Regions from separate parts of the Mus musculus genome. Here region 1 is linked to region 2. A link is a contact called in public HiChIP or PLAC-seq data. All regions are on one chromosome and are shown on one strand. Each heading gives the region's core, a stretch centred on a gene start, on an enhancer-like site or on the middle of the called end of the contact. The rest is flanking DNA. Distances are from core to core; before and after follow the strand shown. Region 1 has its middle 17 kb from the start of Arl4c. Region 2 overlaps Sag (S-antigen, retina and pineal gland (arrestin)).

The links. HiChIP or PLAC-seq counts read pairs in DNA pulled down with a chosen protein or histone mark.
Region 1: an H3K27ac HiChIP or PLAC-seq map of double positive thymocytes shows a contact between it and region 2, with 4 times the contacts expected there. The contact joins two enhancer-like sites. A contact is called at or near these places in 2 of 115 datasets of contacts at active chromatin or transcription factors (double positive thymocytes and microglia).

The regions. Positions count from the first base shown.
Region 1 is chr1:88,683,208-88,686,515 of GRCm38.p6, forward strand. No RefSeq gene overlaps it. Among named protein-coding and RNA genes, the nearest start is that of Arl4c, 17 kb to the right of the region's middle. Within about 2 kb of position 1,719, at least 23 of the 459 cell types and tissues checked have an H3K27ac peak or open chromatin away from gene starts, as enhancers often do. A contact at or near this core is called in double positive thymocytes, where this site is marked.
Region 2 is chr1:87,828,467-87,832,131 of GRCm38.p6, forward strand. It overlaps Sag (S-antigen, retina and pineal gland (arrestin)), which reads left to right. Exons shown (of 16, transcript NM_009118.2): 10 at 1-3; 11 at 3,373-3,510. Among named protein-coding and RNA genes, the nearest start is that of Dgkd, 23 kb to the right of the region's middle. Within about 2 kb of position 1,420, at least 154 of the 459 cell types and tissues checked have an H3K27ac peak or open chromatin away from gene starts, as enhancers often do. A contact at or near this core is called in double positive thymocytes, where this site is marked.

The DNA of each region.
Region 1 (3,308 bases), core at 469-2,968, 860 kb after region 2:
CTTCAAGCCCTGGTTTCAATCTCCAGAACCACATAAGCCAGTTGGTACACACTTGTAATCACAGCACTAAAGAGGTAGAGGCAGGGGGGGCTGGAATTTCAATGTCATCCTCAACTACATAGGGAGTTCAAGGCTAGTCTGGTCTAGAAATCCATTATAAACAAACACAACCTTCAGAGCATCCCAACAGACCTCCTCCATCCTCAAAGACCTGCACCCGCTGTGAGAAGATGCATATCTTTCACAGAAGCCCTCTATTTCTTCTAGAATGGCCTACATGCTGGGACCTGCAGTGGCCTGTATGTCCCTACTCTGTCTCCTCTCAGCCCTCCCTGCCTCATTCTCTGCCCCAGGTTTCTCCACCTCCAATACAGCCATGTGGTGGCCAGCATTGATATCAATAACTCTTCTGGGTAATAGGTATGCCAGGAGAAGAGAAGCAAGCCAATACATACACCAACAACAGCAGTGGGGACAGTAGGCACAGAAGCGACATGGTACAACTGCATGTGATGGACACCAGTGTCAGTGGGATGAGGGACCTCAGATCTCCATGGACCACTGTTTGGGAAGAATGAATTTGGAGGAGCCAGAGCAGTGGTTCTCAATCGTCCAGTGCTGTGACCCTTTAATACAGTTCCTCATGTTGTGATGACCCCTAACCCTAAAATTATTTCATTGCTCTTTCATAACTTTAATTTTGTTGATGCTATGAATCACAATGTAAATATCTGACATGTAGGATATATGACCTTTGTGAAAATGTCATTTGACCCCCCAAAAAAGGGTCACAACCCACAGGTTTAGAACTGCTGAGCCAGAGAGTCTGGAGCTGAGGTTCCTTAGGGGACACAGTCACTGATGCCTTCAATGGCAGAGCTTTGAATGCCACCAAATGCAGGAAGTGCCTGAGACAAGGAATTGGAATCAGAGACACACCCCAAGAGATTCCCTGGCTAGAGGAGAGAGGCCAAGCAGACTCTTGGATGGATTGGGTTGGGGGTGTGCTGTAGCTCCTTCCCTGAGATGGTGTCCTGAATTCCCAACAATGCTTGACCAATTGTGATGTCCACAGTAGAGAATTAAGAAATTCACAATAAACTCAGCCCAGACCTGAAAGGTGACAATGTGCACCGTGAAGAATGTATACCTTTTGATATGAGTTTTGACTCCTACAATCTCCATTTCCTTGAGATTATTGGGATACAGTTTCTGTACACTGTGCTCAGAGTGATTTAACTTTCAGTGTGAGGCATGGCTGGCTGGCTGTGATGGAGCTTCAGCAGAGGACAGTCAAAACAGGTTTGTCTGGTCATAAATACTTTAGTTGCTAGGCTCAGCAGATGCCGGTAGACACTTGCCCTAATGAGAGAGTATCGATTAAATTCTAGTTTGGAATCAGGACCCATAATTGCTGGGTTGAAGACTTGAGGGATCATGTTCTGTAATGAAGGCAAACTCCTTGGGAAGCTTCCATTTGACACCAACCCTCAGGGGTCAGTGGTTGTTATGGAAGTAGGTAGAACTAGAATTGGGCACAGATCTCCATGGTGGAGTAGAGACAAAGGGCTTTACAACTACTCCTTGAGCTGGTACATTCTAACTTCATCTTAAAATGCCCACCCCTTTCTTCTGATACCATCTTAGGATTGTGAGCCCTTCTACCCTTCAAATTGTTTCTGAACTGCATCACAGAAGGCAAACTGACAGGTGTTGCTGTCACACTTGTGCTGTGGGTTTTTATGTTTCCTGTACCATCATAAAGCAAGACCACTGTCAGTACACTATAGTGAGCCAGCTTTTGAGAACCGTCTTCTTGGTTCTCTCAAAGGATTTAAATTTAGGACACCCCAAGACTAAAGATTAAGTCATGTGTCTAGTGGAAGATATTCTGTCTTCTGTCTAAACAAACTGTGAAGCTGGAGACACAGTGTTGCTCTGGGCTCCATCATGGGACTGCTCAGGGTTGGGGGTGTCTCCATTAGTAGAATACTGTCACACAGGCAGTTAGATAGACCAAACTAGGCATTCCTGAGTGTGGCCAGGTGTTACCTACCACTAGTCTTTTAGGATTCCAGAACATTTGTCTCCAACACACACTTTGCTCCCTTCAGAGCAGTAGCTACAGACAGTAATGACCAGGCTTGCTCCACTCCAGACCAGTGAGTCTGTCTGAGGGATGGTGAAAAGTGTCACCTTTGTTTCTGTGACCACACATGACTAAACTGAGACGATAGGTTTTCAGTGATGGAGGCCACAAGTTATGGCAAACTCATGGGTGGGATTCAGGGGCAGCCATATCCCAGGCAGGGACCATGTTCAAGCGAGCAAATTAATCATGCTGGAAATGGGTTGTTACAAGAGCAGGATGGGGAACCTGAATATTTTATGTAGAAGAAAATAGCAGCCAATACAAGCATTCAGAGAGGTGCTAAGTGGGCTTCTCAGAGGGCATCCACATGCTGTAAAACCCTAGAGAACTCAGCACATAGGGCTGGGCAACAGAGTCCCTGGCTTCTTCCCAGCCCCTACAGAGGCCCTTGAGGATGCCACAGAAAGGAAAGGTCCATCCACAATCCAGGGTCTTTAGAATCATTTCACTATGGTCAAGAGATAGGCAAGCAGGATGGGGTGGTGGCATCCTGACTGTGATCACTGAGCCTAGAATGCTGCTGCCATTTGCAGGCTCCCAGGTGACTGAAAGTTTACAGCTCTCATTAAAAAGCTATGGAGTGCTTCAAGGCAGGGACAGGACTCAACCCAGTGTGGGCTAGCGTCCCAGGCTGCTGTTCCACAACACACATGTGGATGAGAGGCCAGCAAAGCAGCGATGTTTGGGGGAATCCACCAATCAACCCCCTCAAGGACTCTTGCACTACAATGAGCCACAAATCCTGGGGAGTCCCCCCAAAAGACACTAACCTCTGAGTTTAAGGAATACCTGAGGACTCCCATCTGTGGAGTCAGTACCATTCTCTTCTTTACTGAGACCCCAGCTTGCCCTTGGCTCCCACCCTATCACCATGCAGCCGGGACATATCTAGACCACCGTATCTGTTTTCTCTGCTGAAACCTTGCTACATTAGAGGACATGTCCACCCCTACCCCCATCTGTCTGATTATACACACATCTCCTACCTCCAAGATATCCCAGGATATCTTCCGAAAGACCTCTCAGGATCCTCTCTTCATAACACTATTGAGATCTGGACTAACTGGTTCATACACAAACTTGTGTTGAGATTAGCTTCTCAATGGAACCTTTCTTCTCCCTCATGAACAGATCTATGCCTTTCTAGAGATACGGA
Region 2 (3,665 bases), core at 170-2,669:
ACAGTAAGTAGCAGGTGTCTTTCCACTTCCTGGGCGGCAGCCCGCTTTGTCAGCTTCCTCTTCTGAAGAGGGAACTTTGCCTTTTCTGAAAAGAAAGCCTTTGCTTTCTTCCCCCTTTCTCCCATCAAGAGCTATGAAGCAAGGCAGGCTAGGCTATGTGTTTATTTTGCCTCTGGGTCCATCTCTTAGGCTGGGAGAACAGTCTTTATAAACAAGGGACCGGAGGAGAGAAATCTAGAGAGTAAGGTCACTATGGGAACAAGAAGGGCTCTGTGTATCCTTGGAATGTGTTGACAGGAATGAGATGCTCGTCCTGCCCCCAGAAGATGACTAAATGAGCTATTAGCCCAGGCTAGGGCTATGATATGTATGTGTGTGTATATATATATATCTATATCTATCTATATATATATATGCGTATATCTATATATGCATATATCTATATATACATATATATATATATATATATATATACACACACACACACACACACACACGTGTGTGTGTGTGTGTCTGCATGCATGTTTCATTCTCTCTGTCTGTCTGTCTGTCTCCCCCCCAGCTTGACTGTCATGGAAGGGGGCCCTCGGGCTAGAATGATAGCCTTTACTGTAGCAGAATTTGCAGGAAGATTACACCAGATGTGTGTGTGTGTGTGTGTGTGTGTGTGTGTGTGTGTGTGTGTGTGTGTGTATCTCTATACCATTTCCTGTTTCTCATTCAAAACTCTGTGTGCTTTTTGGACCAAATGATCCTCGGGAGAATGGACACCATTCTAGGATTTCCCGGGGGTCGGGGGTGGGCAGAGCAGTCTAGAAATGGGGCCATATCATGTTAGCTTTTTCATTGTTTAGGCACAGGCACGTATCTGAGAAAACAAACTGTCACAGAAATATCTGTTTCCATTCACAGTTTCTATTGATCACAGCAGGGTGGGCGTGGCAGAGCAGAACAGCTCAGGAAACAAGGAATGCAGGCATTAGCAGGATACCCCTGCTCCCCCTTTGATGACAGCCAGGTTTCTAGCCTCTGCAATGGTGGCTCTTGTATCCAGGGCAGCCTTCCCTCTGGGCTAATCTTCTCTGGAAATGTTCTCACAGACACATCCTGAGTTGTTTTCTCTCATCTCCAAGGCCCTTCTCAAAACCATCCCATTACGACTAAATCACATTGGTCTCAATGTAGAAGCCACTCAGAAGGCTGCAAGAGCCCAGCACTGTTCCAGACACATCCAGCAACCAGGGCTCTGGTGGGCAGGGTTCCTCAAACCGGGTCAAACATCCGTTGTAAGCTGCTGCTGACCATGCAGTATGAGATCCTAATGGCCCTGAACACAGCTGTGGGCCTGGCTTCCGCAGGTTCTACTACAGTACAGCCTAGCCCAAAGGCCCTCTTCTGCTAGAGGAGAGAGAGAGAGAGAGAGAGAGAGAGAGAGAGAGAGAGAGAGAGAGAGAGAGAACACCACAACCCAGGTGGTAGGATGTGGCCACCCCTAGCTCAAGCAAAACTTTGCAAGAGTTTCCTGAACTCACTAGAGGCAGGAGAAGCAGAAGCTGCTTTAAACTCCCGGGGGTTGGGGTGCAAACAGGGGCGTCCTTCCCATGGGAGACAGTTCACATGTCCAGATGTCTGGGAACTCATTCAGGAAGTGGTCCTGATGCTGGCTCCCAGCCAGCATTGTTGCAAGCCATACTCTACCTTCTGCCTGCAGCCCAGGCCTGGTTGCTAGGATGTGCACTGCAGAATGAATTGTCCAGCCCAGATACCACTCTGGAATCCCAGGAGTGCTGTGTCTCTAGCCAGGTCCCAGAATTGACCCTCAGAGTGGGGTTCCTTCTGTCTTTCACTCATAGGAAACCCCACAGCCCTCTGCAGGAACCCCAGTAAAGAAAGAGGGGAGCCAAGCTGGGCAGTGATGTTGAATACCTTTAATCTCAGCAGAGGCAGGCAGATCTCTGTGAGTTCAAGGCCAGCTTGGTCTACAGAGTAAGTTCCAAAACAGCCAGGGCTACACAGAGAGAGGAGAGAGGAGAGAGGAGAGAGGAGAGAGGAGAGAGGAGAGAGGAGAGAGGAGAGAGGAGAGAGGAGAGAAGGAGAGAGAGGGGAGAGAGGGGAGAGAGGGGAGAGAGGGGAGAGAGGGGAGACAGGGGAGAGAGGGAGAGAGGGGAGAGAGGGGAGAGAGGGGAGAGGAGGGGAGAAGAGGGGAAGAGAGAGAGAGAGAGAGAGAGAGAGAGAGAGAGAGAGAGAGAGAGAGAGAGAGAGAGAGATCTTTGAACTGACTGATCAGACTGACCTGGGTTATAAGTGGTTACAGACCTATCAGTCACACGGTCTATCCTTCCTAGTATGGACAGTTTTGGCTACAGTGGTTCTGTATCAGCTTCTTTGCTGACACTGCCCACAGTGGGACTCAGGAAAGGGTCTCTTTATGGCTGTGTAGATCAGGATAGCCTTGAATACACAGAGATTCTCCTGTCTCTGCCTCTCAAGTATTAGCATTAAAGGACAATGCCACTACACTCAGCTAGATTTTTAGTGAGTTTCATTTGCTTCTGGTCTTGTTGTTTTTGCTTTTATAAGACAGACTTTCACTATGTAGTCCAGGCTGGTCTAGAACTCATGATCTTCCTGTCTCAATCTTCTGAGTCTTGGGATTACCAGTATGTACCACCACTGCTGAGTATTGGTCTTATTTAACCTCACAGAACATTTCAGAGGTTTTCGTAATTCAGAACAAGTCAAGAGGCTTGAGGGAATGAATGTCCCAACCTTTTGTGTATGCTGTGTGTGTGTGTGTGTGTGTGTGTGTGTGTGTGTGTGTGTGTGTGTGTGTTCTGTTTGTGCCTGGTGCCTCTGGAGGCCAGGAGGAGGCATTTGATTCCCTGGAACTAAAGTTACAGGTGGCTGTGATTTACCACGTGGGTGCAGAGAACTGAATTCTGGTCCTCTGCAAGAGAGTCAAGAACTCTCAACTACTGAGCCATCTCTACACCTTACATTTTTTAGACAAAGTCTCTCACTGAATTTGGATCTCAGTGACTGAGCGAGACTAGCAGGCCTATGATCTCCGGGGATCCATCTTCTAGCTCTCCAGTGGTTGTTTACAGACACACTGAACATGGTAGCACAGGGCTTCCCTCAGGACTCTATGGCACATGTTTTACCAACTGAGCCATCTCTCCAGCCCTGAAGTGTCATAGTCTTGCTGCCCCTCAGGCTCAGGACTAACAGCATGTCTGTTTGGTAAGGGAAACTTTCACTCTAAAAATGCCCACGGCAGGTAGGATCTTGAGATGTTAATTAATGGTGGCCAGGACAAGGTATTAATTGTGACTGTCACAGCCATAGAACTCTCTATGATTCTTCCTCAAGAGAAAAAGTGCAGCCAAACAGCACTTTGACCAAGACACTGGTGCTGGTGCCCCTACTGGCTAACAACAGAGAAAGAAGAGGCATCGCGCTGGATGGGAAGATCAAGCATGAGGACACAAACCTGGCCTCCAGCACCATGTAAGTCCTGGATGCTCTGTGAATGGGTCACCCGTGCAGGGCTGGTACCGGGCTTCCCCAGAGGCTCACAGGCAGGCATATCAGTAATGCTCCCACTTCCACTGTGGCATGCATGATGTTATAGTTGCCCAGGCTGGCTCTGGGCATAGCCTTAT